2 separate regions of the Sus scrofa genome follow, and region 2 is linked to region 1. A link is a contact called in public Hi-C data. All regions are on one chromosome and are shown on one strand. Each heading gives the region's core, a stretch centred on a gene start, on an enhancer-like site or on the middle of the called end of the contact. The rest is flanking DNA. Distances are from core to core; before and after follow the strand shown. Region 1 holds the start of NDUFA8 (NADH:ubiquinone oxidoreductase subunit A8). Region 2 holds the start of RBM18 (probable RNA-binding protein 18).

The links. A called contact is a pair of places that touch in the nucleus more often than the background predicts.
Region 2: a Hi-C map of liver shows a contact between it and region 1, with 3 times the contacts expected there. The contact joins the promoter of RBM18 here to the promoter of NDUFA8 in region 1. A contact is called at or near these places in 2 of 5 promoter capture datasets (fetal liver and liver), 8 of 47 Hi-C or Micro-C datasets (alveolar macrophages, epiblast stem cells, heart right ventricle and 4 more) and 2 of 2 datasets of contacts at active chromatin or transcription factors (alveolar macrophages and skeletal muscle).

The regions. Positions count from the first base shown.
Region 1 is chr1:262,255,157-262,261,147 of Sscrofa11.1, reverse strand. It overlaps NDUFA8 (NADH:ubiquinone oxidoreductase subunit A8), which reads left to right and starts at 2,962. Exons shown (of 4, transcript NM_001190197.1): 1 at 2,962-3,145. The coding sequence starts at 3,095. It overlaps MORN5 (MORN repeat-containing protein 5), which reads right to left and starts at 3,015. Exons shown (of 4, transcript XM_021068403.1): 1 at 2,753-3,015. The coding sequence starts at 2,995.
Region 2 is chr1:262,352,461-262,358,451 of Sscrofa11.1, reverse strand. It overlaps RBM18 (probable RNA-binding protein 18), which reads left to right and starts at 2,172. Exons shown (of 6, transcript XM_001925816.4): 1 at 2,172-2,336; 2 at 5,301-5,429. The coding sequence starts at 5,317. It overlaps MRRF (ribosome-recycling factor, mitochondrial), which reads right to left and starts at 2,458. Exons shown (of 7, transcript XM_003480599.4): 1 at 2,115-2,458.

The DNA.
Region 1 (5,991 bases), core at 1,713-4,212:
GTGCATGTGTCTTTTTTAAGTACAGTTTTGTCCAGATATATGCCCAAGAGTGGGATTGCTGGGTCATATGGTAGTTCTATGTATAGTTTTCTAAGTACCTCCATACTGTTCTCCATAGTAGTTGTACCAGCTTCCATTCCCACCAACAGTGCAGGAGGGTTTCCATTTCTCCACACCCCTCCAGCATTTGTTATTTGTGGACTTATTAATGATGGCCATTCTGACTGGTATCTCATGGTAGGTTTGATTTGCATTTCTCTAATGACTCCACCTTTCTGAGCCTGAGTTTTCATTTATAAAATGGGGAAATTATGACTCCCCCTGCAAAGCTGCAGAGATAATGGCTGTGAAACTCTAACAGAATGCCTGGCATATAGACAAGCTCAAAAACTCTTTTGCTTTTACTTTGCGTAAGACACAGATGAGAGCTCCTGTCCTCTTTCCTCTACCTCTTCGCTTGAGATCACACCTGACATTTCTAAGCTTAGTCTCCATCTAAACCCTTCTCTGAGGTCTGGCATTTCCCCCATCCCTTTTATTTACCACCAATTGGACATTATGGTTCAGACCTTCTACAGACATCTCCAGCCCACCCCAAATAGAACTCATCCTCTCTTCCTCCAAAGCAGCTTCTCCTCAGTGGTCTCAGTTTCCATGAATGGCATCAGAATCCTCCAGGTTCAAAGACTGGAGCTGGACACTGCGCTGGGACTGGAAGCAGTCTCTTGAGTGGGACCAGGAGCCAGTCATTTGCTAAGTCCTGGTGGTGAAATCCCCAAACTTCCACATTTTTTTTCTCTTTCCTGCAGCCCTGCTGCCTCTGCTTTGGCCCAGGGTCCTGCTGCCTCTTATGGTGACCAGAGAAGCAGGCTCTAACCTGACCTCCTCACCTTCACTCTTCCTCCCTCCACCCCGTCCTTCCTTTCCTCCTCTCTTTCTACTTCTCTTCCATTTTCCTTTTATTCGTTCAAGGTGAAAAGCCTTCTTTTTATTTTATTTTTTGGCTGTGCTCACAGCATGTGGAAGTTCTCAGGCCAAAAATCAAATCTGCCCCGTAGCAGAAACCCAAGCCACAGCAGTGACAACACTGGATCCTTAACATGCTGAACCACCAGGGAGCTCAAAAACCCTTCACTTATTTTTTTGGGAGGGGCACACCCGTGGCACATGGAAGTTCCCAGGCTAAGGGTTGAATTGGAGCTGCAGCCGCCAGGCACGCCACAGCCACAGCCACACAGGATCTGAGCAGTATCTGCAACCTACACCACAGCCTGTGGCAAAGCCAGATCCTTAAATCTGCTGAGAGGGCCCAGGGATTGAACCACAACCTCATGGATACTAGTCAGGTTCTTAACCTGCTGAGCCACAACGGGAACTCCAAGCCTTCCCTTTAAATTCAAAATAAAAAGAAAGGGAACTCCTTTATAATGAAGACGTCAGTCCTGAGGACATGATAACCATACCTCAAACATTATTTACTCATTCATTCATTCATTCATTCATTCATTCTCTTATTAGTTCATTTGGCCAACATTTACTGAATGCCTGCTAGACATATGTACTATGAGGAGGGATGCAGAGGTGGAATAAATTAGATTTCCTAACGCCCATCAGTATCAAAGGTAGTGGCTCATCCCACCCACAGGATTGTGCATGGTATTCAAATCTCTCTATGCCTGAGCACAGACCACCCATCTAGCTTGGGCTCCCACACTCCTCCAGGCACATGCTGTACTCCAGCCAGACTGAACTGCCTTCTCTTCCCTCTGAGCTATTGGTTGTGCTGTTCCCTCTGCCTGTAAACATTCTTCATCTTGGATCTCCAACCACCCAAGTCCTACCCACCTTCAGGGTCCATTTCAAATATTATATCTTCCATGAAGCCTTCCAGGAGTGCCCAGCAGGGGCCCAGCAGCAGGGCTCTATCATAAGAAAGCATGTGGGCTTTGAAGTCAGACCTAGGTTCTAATCTCTGCCCTGCCAAATGCCAACTAGGTGATTTGGGGCAAGTTATGTAATTACTTTGTGCCTCCCTTTTCCATCAGTATTATGGGAATGATGTTATCTATCTATAGGATTGCTGTGAGGAGGGAAGATTTAAGCCAAGCCACCACCTGAAATTATCTTCTCATTTATCTGCTTGTTGGCAATGTGTCAACTAGAGAGCAAGGATCTTGACATTTTTAATATTTTGTTTGTTCGTTTGTTTTTTTAGGGCCAAAACCACGGCATATGGAAGTTCCCAGGCTAGGGGTTGAATCGGAGCTGCAGCTGCCGGCCTGCACCACAGCCACAGCAACGCGGGATCTGAGCTGCATCTGCGACCTATACCGCAGCTCATGGCAATGCCGGATCCTAAACCCACTAAGAGAGACCAGGGATCAAACCCGCGTCCTCATGCATACTAGTCGGGTTCGTTATCACTGGGCACGACCGGAACTCATATTTTTAATATTCTATCTCTATAGCTAAAACTGACAGCAAGCACACATAGATAGAGTTATACATGGAATGGATGTGTCTCAGCTCTGCTGCTTATTAGATATGCATCCTTGGGCAAGTTACTGAACTTCAGTAACTCATTTTCCTGAGCTGTAAAATGGGAATAAATATTCCAACTTGAAAGGACTGTCTTGAAGTTTAAAACGGATAAAGTCTGTAAAGTGTATAAAGTCTTTCGCAAAGGCAAAAAGACCAACGTTTTTTTCCAGTTACAGATGTTCAAGACATAGTGAATGAAACGGGCCCTTACCTCCCATCTACAAATTCCCCAATATATTGGCTCCCGGTGTACTCCATGGCATCTGCCTCTAGCTTCCAATGGTTTTGAGATCCCGCAGTTTTCAGTGTACACTACCTCACTATGACAACCGGGGGGATGGGCGGAGCCGAGGCGAAGTCCCGCCCCCAGACTCCGCGGAACTTCCTGGCTCTGCGCACGCTCTGTGTCTCGCGGTTGGACGGAGCCAGGCGCCTGCGTGCCGCCGCTGCGCATGCGCAGACGCTAGGCGGCCCCTCGGCGGTCGGAAGGGGAGTTCAAGGAGACCCGGGCGACGCGACTTCGGGCATCTCCTCGGTCCGGGCTACTGCCATCATGCCGGGCATAGTGGAGCTGCCCACTCTGGAGGATCTGAAAGTGCAGGAGGTGAGGCTCGTCCGAAGGACAGGCAAGCAGGGCAGAGGGCTGCAGCTTCCCGGCCTGGGCCTAGCCGTGCTTGGACTTCGCGGACCCTGGGCCCGGGATCCCCCACCCCCACTCCACGCCCCCAACACTTACACAGGTTGACGCTCGCCTGCTTGCTCCTCAGCTCTGGGAGACCTATCCCTCAGTAGCCCTTCTCCCCTTCACCGCAGCAAGCTGCTTTTCCTTTACGTGAATAGTACTTTTTATCTGGCACCAACCAGGGCCACTTTACTTACCTTATGTCACTTAATGCTCAACTCTTCCTGCGAAGTGAGTGAACAGCCCGGGCGCTCTCAGTCGAGGAAGAGAGAGAGTCTCCTTAAAATGTATCATCCGTGCCGAGTGCATTGGAGTGCAGCTATTAAGCCCAGATAAGGAAGGTGCTATTGGACAGTGATTTTGGTAACAGCCTGGGAAAGGGTAATTGGCCATTCATTTTTTTCAAGAGATAGCACTTGAATAATTACCACATGCACATACATTGGAAAATGAGAGAGGTGGTATCTGCCCTCGAGAGTTTAGGATCTAATAGGGAGACAGACATAAAATACTATGAGAAGTGAAGTAAAGAATATATAACGCTAATCATAGCAAACATGGTTAGCCCTTTTCTAGGTGTTAGGCAGGATGCTAAGTACAGACATTAATTCATTGGCCCTTCCTAGCAACACTGACGAAGGATATAGTTTTTTTTTAGGGCCTCGCCAGCGGCATATGGAGGTTCCCAGGCTAGGGGTCAAATCGGAGCTGTAGCTGCGGGCCTACACCATAGCCACAGCAACTTGGGATCCGAGCCGCATCTGCGACCTACATCACCGGAACTCCGGATCCTTAACCCATTGAGCAAGGCCAGGGATGGAACCTGCATCCTCGTGGATGCTAGTCAGCTTCGTGTCCGCTGAGCCATGAGGGGAACTCCTGAGGAAGGATGTAATTGGTCTCCATGTTATAGATAAAGAAACAGGTCTTGAAAGAAGTGATTTGTCCAAGGTCACATAGCTAGTAAGGGCTGAGCTGGAATGTGAACCCAGGTCTGATTTTAAAACTCATGCTTTTAAACTACTGTGTTGTGGGCAAAAGCTCAAAAGAGCAAGAAGGCTTAGCAGGGCAGGCTCTTTGTGTTTAGGGAGACAGGTGCTGTTTGATGGGACTCTGGTGTTGGTGGGAAGCAACAGTTGCTGAGCCCAGAGAGGTACTTGGGCTGAGGCAGGGCTGGGAAGCAGCTGTCACAAAGCCAGGCTAAGCAGTTTAGACTTTATCCTAGAAGTAAATTGGTGGTGAGAGGTGGAAGATTTCAAGGCAGAGAAGTGCCATGTCAGGACTAGGCTAATCAGACTACACTGGAGGAGAGGGAGGGAAAAATTATGTGCCAAAAATGACATCCCAGGCCCAGTGTTAAGTGTTTTACCTGCATTACTTCACTTCATCTTGTATACCTGTGAGAATGGCAACTATTATTTTCCTTGGTTGAAGACTTTTAGCTTTGTTCTGGGACTTTATGATAAAGTGACATTTACAAAAAGGTTGGGGAGTGGGTGCTGCCAACAGACTTTTGTTTCTTGCTGGATTGAGACTTTGGCTCTATATTTTTTTTCCATTGGAACTTAATTTGTTTCTGCAAACACCTGAGATTCAGTTTTTTGCAAGTATTCTATTTCTGGAATAAATTTCCTTTAGGATTCACACAGGTGAATGGAGAAACAGATAAATAACTAAAATACAAGGCAGAATTTCTTATCATGGCTCAGTGGGTTAGGAACCTGACATAGTACCCTTGAGGATTTAGATTCGATCCCTGGCTTCACTTAGTGGATTAAGGATCCAGTGTTGCTGAAGGCTGTGGCGTGGGTCACAAATGCAGCCAGATCCAGTGTTGCTGTGGCTGTGGTGTAGGCTGGCAGCTGCAGCTCAGATTCAGCCCCTAGCCAGGGAACTTCCATATGCTGCAGTTGTAGCTGTAAAAAGGAAAAAAAAAAACAAAAACAAACAAAAAAAACAAGACAAGGTAAAGAGAGTAGTTTGAAGTTATATCTAAGTTCTAGGCCTAACCATTTGGATACCTTGACTAGTCACTTTCCCCACTTGCAGATACAGTTATTTTATTTGTAAGATCAAGTGATCTCAGCTATGTGGTTCTCTGAAGCTATGAAAGGAACAGAGAAAGCACTTTGGGGGCATGATGTGAGACTTGGCTAAATGGCTTTCAAAGAATGGCCTTTATAGGCAGAGATGGAGAGAAGAGCTTCTTGGATGAGGCAGAATCCGAGCAAGGGTAAGCAGATGGAGAGAGATGGGGCCAGAAGTGGGTTCTGGGAACAGGGAGCTCAGTCTCCTAGGGAACAGCCAGTACCTTTTTGAAGTCTGGGGATGAGAAGCCTGGAAGGATAGTTCACATCCATAAGGCTTTGAATAGGCTTTCTTCTGCTGTTAAGCCTAAATCCTTCAAGGGTTTTATTGCTAGTTTGTTTTAATAGCAAAGTGAAGTAAGAATTTATTTTTTTTGGAAGATTGCTCCAGCAGCTCTGTGAAGAGTGCTTGGAAGAGAGGAAAAGAAAAGCAAGGAGACCTGTCTTGGTGGCTTGAAATAATCGAGGACGATATTAATGACCCCAGCATGATTGATGACTGAGCTTACAGAGAGGGAAGAACACATTTATCTAGGATTGGTCATTCTTAGCAACAACTTAGCCATCAGAGGCAGGAAAGGTTGAGGAATCAATGTCAGATTTGCAGGCTAACAGTAGTACTGGGGAAGCCAGAAGGAACAGGTTCAAGAAGCAAGTTAAGCCCATTTGGACCTCATTGAC
Region 2 (5,991 bases), core at 923-3,422, 98 kb before region 1:
TTAAAAATTACAGAAGTACATAATCTCTATCTAAAGTTGAGGTTCTCAAAACTTGAATTTTCCTTGTGGTTTTTTGTTTTTGTCTTTTTAGGGCTGCACCCACAGCATGTGGAGGTTCCCAGGCTAGGAGTTGTCAAATCGGAGCTATAGCTGTTGGCCTACGCCACAGCCACAGCAACGCAGGATCTGAGCCGAGTCTATGACCTACCCCAGAGCTCATGGCAACGCCAGATCCTCAACCCACTGATCAAGGCCAGGGATCAAACCTGCGTCCTCATGGATGCTAGTCAGATTCATTTCCGCTAAGCCACGACGGGAACTCCAAACTGTCCTGTTTTTCATAGAAGGCACATTTTAATGTTGTAAAGAACTAGATGAGGAAAACACACGTCCTGGCTCATCCACTACGCCAGCAACCCCTACCAATCCAGTCGTGTATTAGCTTATAATACGCTAATAATACACACAGACCCTTGCTGTACATAAAATACTTTCATATGTATTACCTGATTCCCACAATAACCAGGGTTATGATTACCACCCACATTTTACAAAGAAGCAAACTGATCTTCCATTTCCGTGAATACTCCTCCTGCTTCAGGGCCTTCAAACATACTGTTGCATCTGCTTGCAAAGGTCTTCCCACACCTCTTTAATGAACAACCTCACATTTTCCTTTCAGACTGCAGCTTAAACATCACTTCCTCAGAGGAAGCCTTCCTTGGCTGCCTCCTCTAGCCCAACAAGTCAAATGTCCTATAGCCCACTTTCATAACACCCTGTACTTTTTCATGGCACTTTAACAATATCAGCTAATATTTGTGCAGTTATTTGATCATGGTCTAATTCCCCCCATAAGACTATAAGCACCACAAGGACTAATGTATGCTTGTCTTGTTCATGGCTGTGTCTCCAGTCTCCAGCACATTCCTGAACACAGAAGACTCTGAATAAATGTGATGAAAGATGAGTGAAAGTCTAGAAAGGTTAAGTCCTTCCTCAAGGTCACAATGCTGGCACCAGAACTGAAATCTAAGCCCCGGACAGTAGGTCCTGGGCTCTGTTTCCCAAAACTGCTTCCAGTGTCTCTTGGTTGACAGATTTTTCACTTAGAGATAATAAGGCATATTATTCTCTAAATTCGGTGCCTTGTGAGGGCATTTATAGTATCTGACTATATATAAGATCACATCCCTGGCACAGCTAAAGGAAGGATAAGACACTTTAACAGATGGAGAAAGAGCCTTTGCCTAAGAGCTAGGAGGCCTGGATTCCGATATTCCTATCTCATCACTCCTGCCAACTATCCTTTTTAGATTCATAACTACTCTGTATTCAAAAAGTATTTGTGAAAGCTCTGCCGCTGACGACTTATATCAAGTCATTTCTTCTGAGGTTGTTTCCTCAACTATAACACGAAGAGTCAGACCAGACTTTCATTCTTTCTAGCTATAGAGCCTTCAAGATTCTGAGAATGCAATAGAGTGGGGTGAGTGGAAAAAAGCATCCAACTCAGAGAAGACCTGGGAAAGAATGCTGGTTCCAGCACTTCCTGGGTATGTGACCTTACATAGGTCAAACTCTCTTGGCCTCAGTCTCATCTGCAGATGACAATACGACTTGTTAGGGTTACCGGGACGATCGAATGAGATAAGAGCTGCAGAAGCACTTTACCAATATAGAAGGGCTACTGAAATGACTGTTTTGTCACTGGACGGCACAGAGTAATGTTGGAATTGAGTCCCCTCACTCACTAGCCGCGTGACCGTGATGAAATTACTCGTTCGAGCTTCCGTTTCTCCATCATGGGGAGAAACCTCCCACGGGATTGTTCAGAAAATTAAATGTTCCTGCCAGGTAGCGGGCAACTAAGTACCTGATACTATTTAGTAACCTAAGCCTCCCATCCTGGAAGTTCCTAGCTGATGCGATTAGCCCCGCCCCCAACCCGTGAGACTCTCGGATCTACCAGTCCCGCCCCCATCTGTAAAGGTCAAGCCGGATTCCAACGGAATGCATCGGGAACGGTGTTCCGGGCCCTAACAGTCCCCTGAGAAGTCCCTGAGCAGAAGTCTCTGGCGCGCGAGCCTCAAGACTATACCGAGGACACTCACCAGCTAGCTCCCAGGGTACTAGGAAGACTCGCGCGACCGCGGCGACGGAGGCGGCGCGGGCGTCGTGACGTCACGGGGCGGTGCGGCGGCGCAGGCGTAGTGCGTCAAGGGCGGCCTGGCAGCTGGCGGCGTTGAGGTGGACGGGTGTAGAGGGCCGTGGGACCGCGGAGACGGGACCTGCTTTGGGGGCATGAGCCGAGGAGAGGACTCCGAAGTCACGAGGTGAGTCCGGCCACAACGCGCCTCTACCCTTTAGCGCCGGCCCGACAAGGAGTTCCCAGCGGAGGCTCCCCCAGTGAGACGGCTCCTCAGACCCCGCCCCGGATCGTCCCGCCGCTGGCCCGGAAATATCAATCCGAGTAATGACCCCTCGCAGCTGGGAATTCGCGGCCAGGGATCGGGAAGCCGGGATTCAAGCCTTGACCCCACCATTACCATTAGCTTTTTAAGAAGAAGCGCCTTTGCTTCTCTGCACTTCAGTTTTCCCAAATGACTGTTCTTGGCTTCCAGGGTAGTTATAGCTCAGCTGGGCGGGGGCGGGATGGGGGAAGGCTAAAAAGCGTTTTGTGAACTGTGAATCTGAAGGGTTGTCGCCATTGCAAACCCAAGAATTTTGAGATAGTTGCATGCCATCTTAATCACTTATCACACTTTACCATTTCTCAAAAAGCTCTGTGCCAACTTATCAAATGTATTGCCATATTTTAGCCTCATAACAACTCGAGATAAGGATAATAATGCCCATATCAAGGAAGAAGAAAAAACGGAAGCTCCAAGTGGGGAAATGGCTTGCCTGCTTCATTCATTCGTTCATTCACTAAACTTTGAGCACCAGCCAGGAGCCAGTGTACTAAGTGCGGGGATGGGGAGGGGGATAGAATCATCAAAATAATCAAGACCCTGCTCAGTAGTAGCTTACTTTCTCATATCTTACTTTCTAGTGAGGGAAACGAAAGATAAAACAACGTATAAGGCATTGAACTGGTATTGAGTGGAAAGAAAAAGTGCCTGTGATAGAGACTAACAAGATGCCCTTACTCTGTTAAGGGAAAGCTTTTCTAGGGCTAGAGGACACTTGAGGGGAGATCACGACTTGAGTCACAAAATAATAAATCCTGGGTGCAAAAGCCAGTATTTGAGTGCCTGTCTTTTGGCCCCATACCCTGTACTCTTTCCCCTTAAAATGATTCACTTGTGTGGTATTAAGTACTTGTTGGTATTATTTATTGCTGTTTTTAGACATGAGAGAGTCAGAAGGGTCTACATTCAAGTCTCGTCTCAAATGTCATTTCCCTTAGAGGGCTTTCCACTCATTCTGAAGTAGTCCAGCCCCAATCTCCTTGTCAGATCTCCTTGCTTAACTACGTTTGCAGCACTGATCACAAATTACGCCTTGTATATTTATTTTGCATTTGTTTTGTCCTGCCCCTTTTCTAAATATGTGTATCCAGAAGGCAGAAACCTTGCTTGTTCACTGCTCTGTCCCCAGGACCTAGACGATGCCTGGAAAATACAGGCTTTTTTGAATGAATGGTCTGTAAGAAAGTAGAAGGAAAGGAAATCCAGGAGAAGACAAAATGTTTCTCCTCCCCCAACCTCCATGCCTGGGATTCTAGTCATGCCTATTTCTCCTTTCTCCCAGGAAGTAAAAGCAAGAACTGTGGCTTATTCATTTCTCTTTTTCAGCAGCTGGTAGCTGCTTTTCACACATTACAGAACAGATTGAACATGTGAGAGAGGAAGAAGAACGCCCTTGTGTGTTGGAGGGGTAGATAAACACATTTAACAAACAATATCTAGGGGCTACTGTGTGCTAGACTGTAGAGGCTGTGCTGAGGTGAATAAGAGATAACGCCAGCATTCAGTATGGCAGCTGTTGTTATTAAGACGCAGTTCCTACAGCAGTGATCTCAAAGGCACTTCTGGTCTTATAGGACCCATGTTTTTTTCTAGCAAGGAGTTCTGAAGTCTGGCACAGCCTGCCATCTGCCCAGGCCTTTTTTCTTTCTCTACCACATTATACATTAAAGTTTAATTTTATATCTGTTGTCTAATTTTGGTCTTCTCAACATCTCTTAAGTTATAAGCAGAGCAACTTTTATTATTTAGAGATGAGGAAACTGAAACTCTAAGAGAGAAGTAACTTCCAATGGAAATGCCAAAATTTGAAACCAGGCCTTCTGACCACAGGGTTTTTGCTCTTTCCATTACCAACTCCATCATAACCCTCATCCTGTGGCTGTGAGGTGAGACATTTCAGGAACTAAGACTAGTAATAACTTAAGCTAAAATTATTTGAGTGCTTCTAGGTGCCACGCACTGTTCTTAATGCTTTTGATGTATTAACTCAGTGCATCTGCACAACTCTTATTATCCTCTTTTTACAGATAAAACTGAGGCACAGAGTGGTTAAGTAACTTGCTGCTTAGGATTATAGAACTAGTAAATAGTAGAACTGGAATAACTAAAGAGGAAGTTAGTTACTCTTTTTTTTTTTTTTTTTGCTTTTTAGGGCAATACCCGTGACATATGGAAGTTCTAGGGGTCGAGTTGGAGCTGCAGCTACCAGCCTATGCCACAGCAACACCAGATTCATGTCTCGTCTGCAGCCTACACTGCAGCTCACAGTAATGCTGGATCCTTAACGCACTGAGCAGGGATAGGGATTGAACCCTTGTCCTCATGGATAGTAGTCAGACTCGTTACCATTGAGCTGCAACAGGAACTCTGGAAGTTAGTTTCTTTTTCCCAATGTCTGCCAAAATATTAAACATGAAAATAGTTCATTGACTAATTATTGTTATTCTTCCCCACCCATCCTTTTAAGTGTCATTAAAACTCTCTGGTGGTTTCCAAGACTTACTTTGGGTGACAGTTGTTGAACTAGAGTATCGTAATAGAGACCTTGGCCTCCTGCCCAGTCAGCCTCTGGCTTCAGAAGAGGAAAACTCGGTCTACACACAGAACCACTCCCCTTTCTCCTTAAGTGGAATCTTTTGCTCTCTGGCTGCCAGAGGAGCTGTCCCAGGGGAACTGGTGCTGGGGCCCTGGTTGTGGAATAACTGAGGCCTTTGAAGGACTGCCCAGGGCATGCCCTCCTTGAATAAATGTTTGTTGAATTGAATCTGAAGTCTCTTGTTCACACAGCGTTGCTCCTCTCCTGCCTGAATGTTCACATTCCTCTAGTATTTCATAGAGATTGATGGAAGCAGAAACCAAAACTCTTCCCCTGGAGAACGCATCCATCCTTTCAGAGGGTTCCCTGCAGGAAGGGCACCGGTTATGGATCGGCAACCTGGACCCCAAAATCACAGAGTAAGTCCGAGCTGTTTTAATTCCCTACAGAATTGGGATGCTTGTGGTGATGATGTCCAAGAGAACTCTCAAGGGTTGTAGAATATATTTTGGCCCATTTATTTATGTTTTCATCATCTTCAAAAGGAATGTGATGTTGTTTTAACCTGTTATCTTATCATTTTTCCTATATTTGGACTCTTCTACTATGAAGATACAGACTTGGGTAGCCTTTTAAACCATATACTTCTTTTCCCTGCTTCCCAAAGATGTTCTCTACTTTCAACTATTTTGAAAATACTTACACCCATTGACTAGGAAATTATTTTCTAAAACCAGCCATTGGCGTACTTTTGTTGCTCAAAATGAAGGAAAAAGCAGAAGCATCAGTACCATCGCAAAAAGGCAGAGAGGTACCATTTGACTCTCATTCATGTAAAGCAGCCATGAAACTACATAAAGTCAGAAGGGATCTTAGAGATCACCCCAGTCCCTTTGGTTTTCATTCATTCATTAAATGATTTGATTGCCTATTGTATGCCAGGTGTCCTGCTAAGCCAATTTCTTTAAATCTGAAGAACCT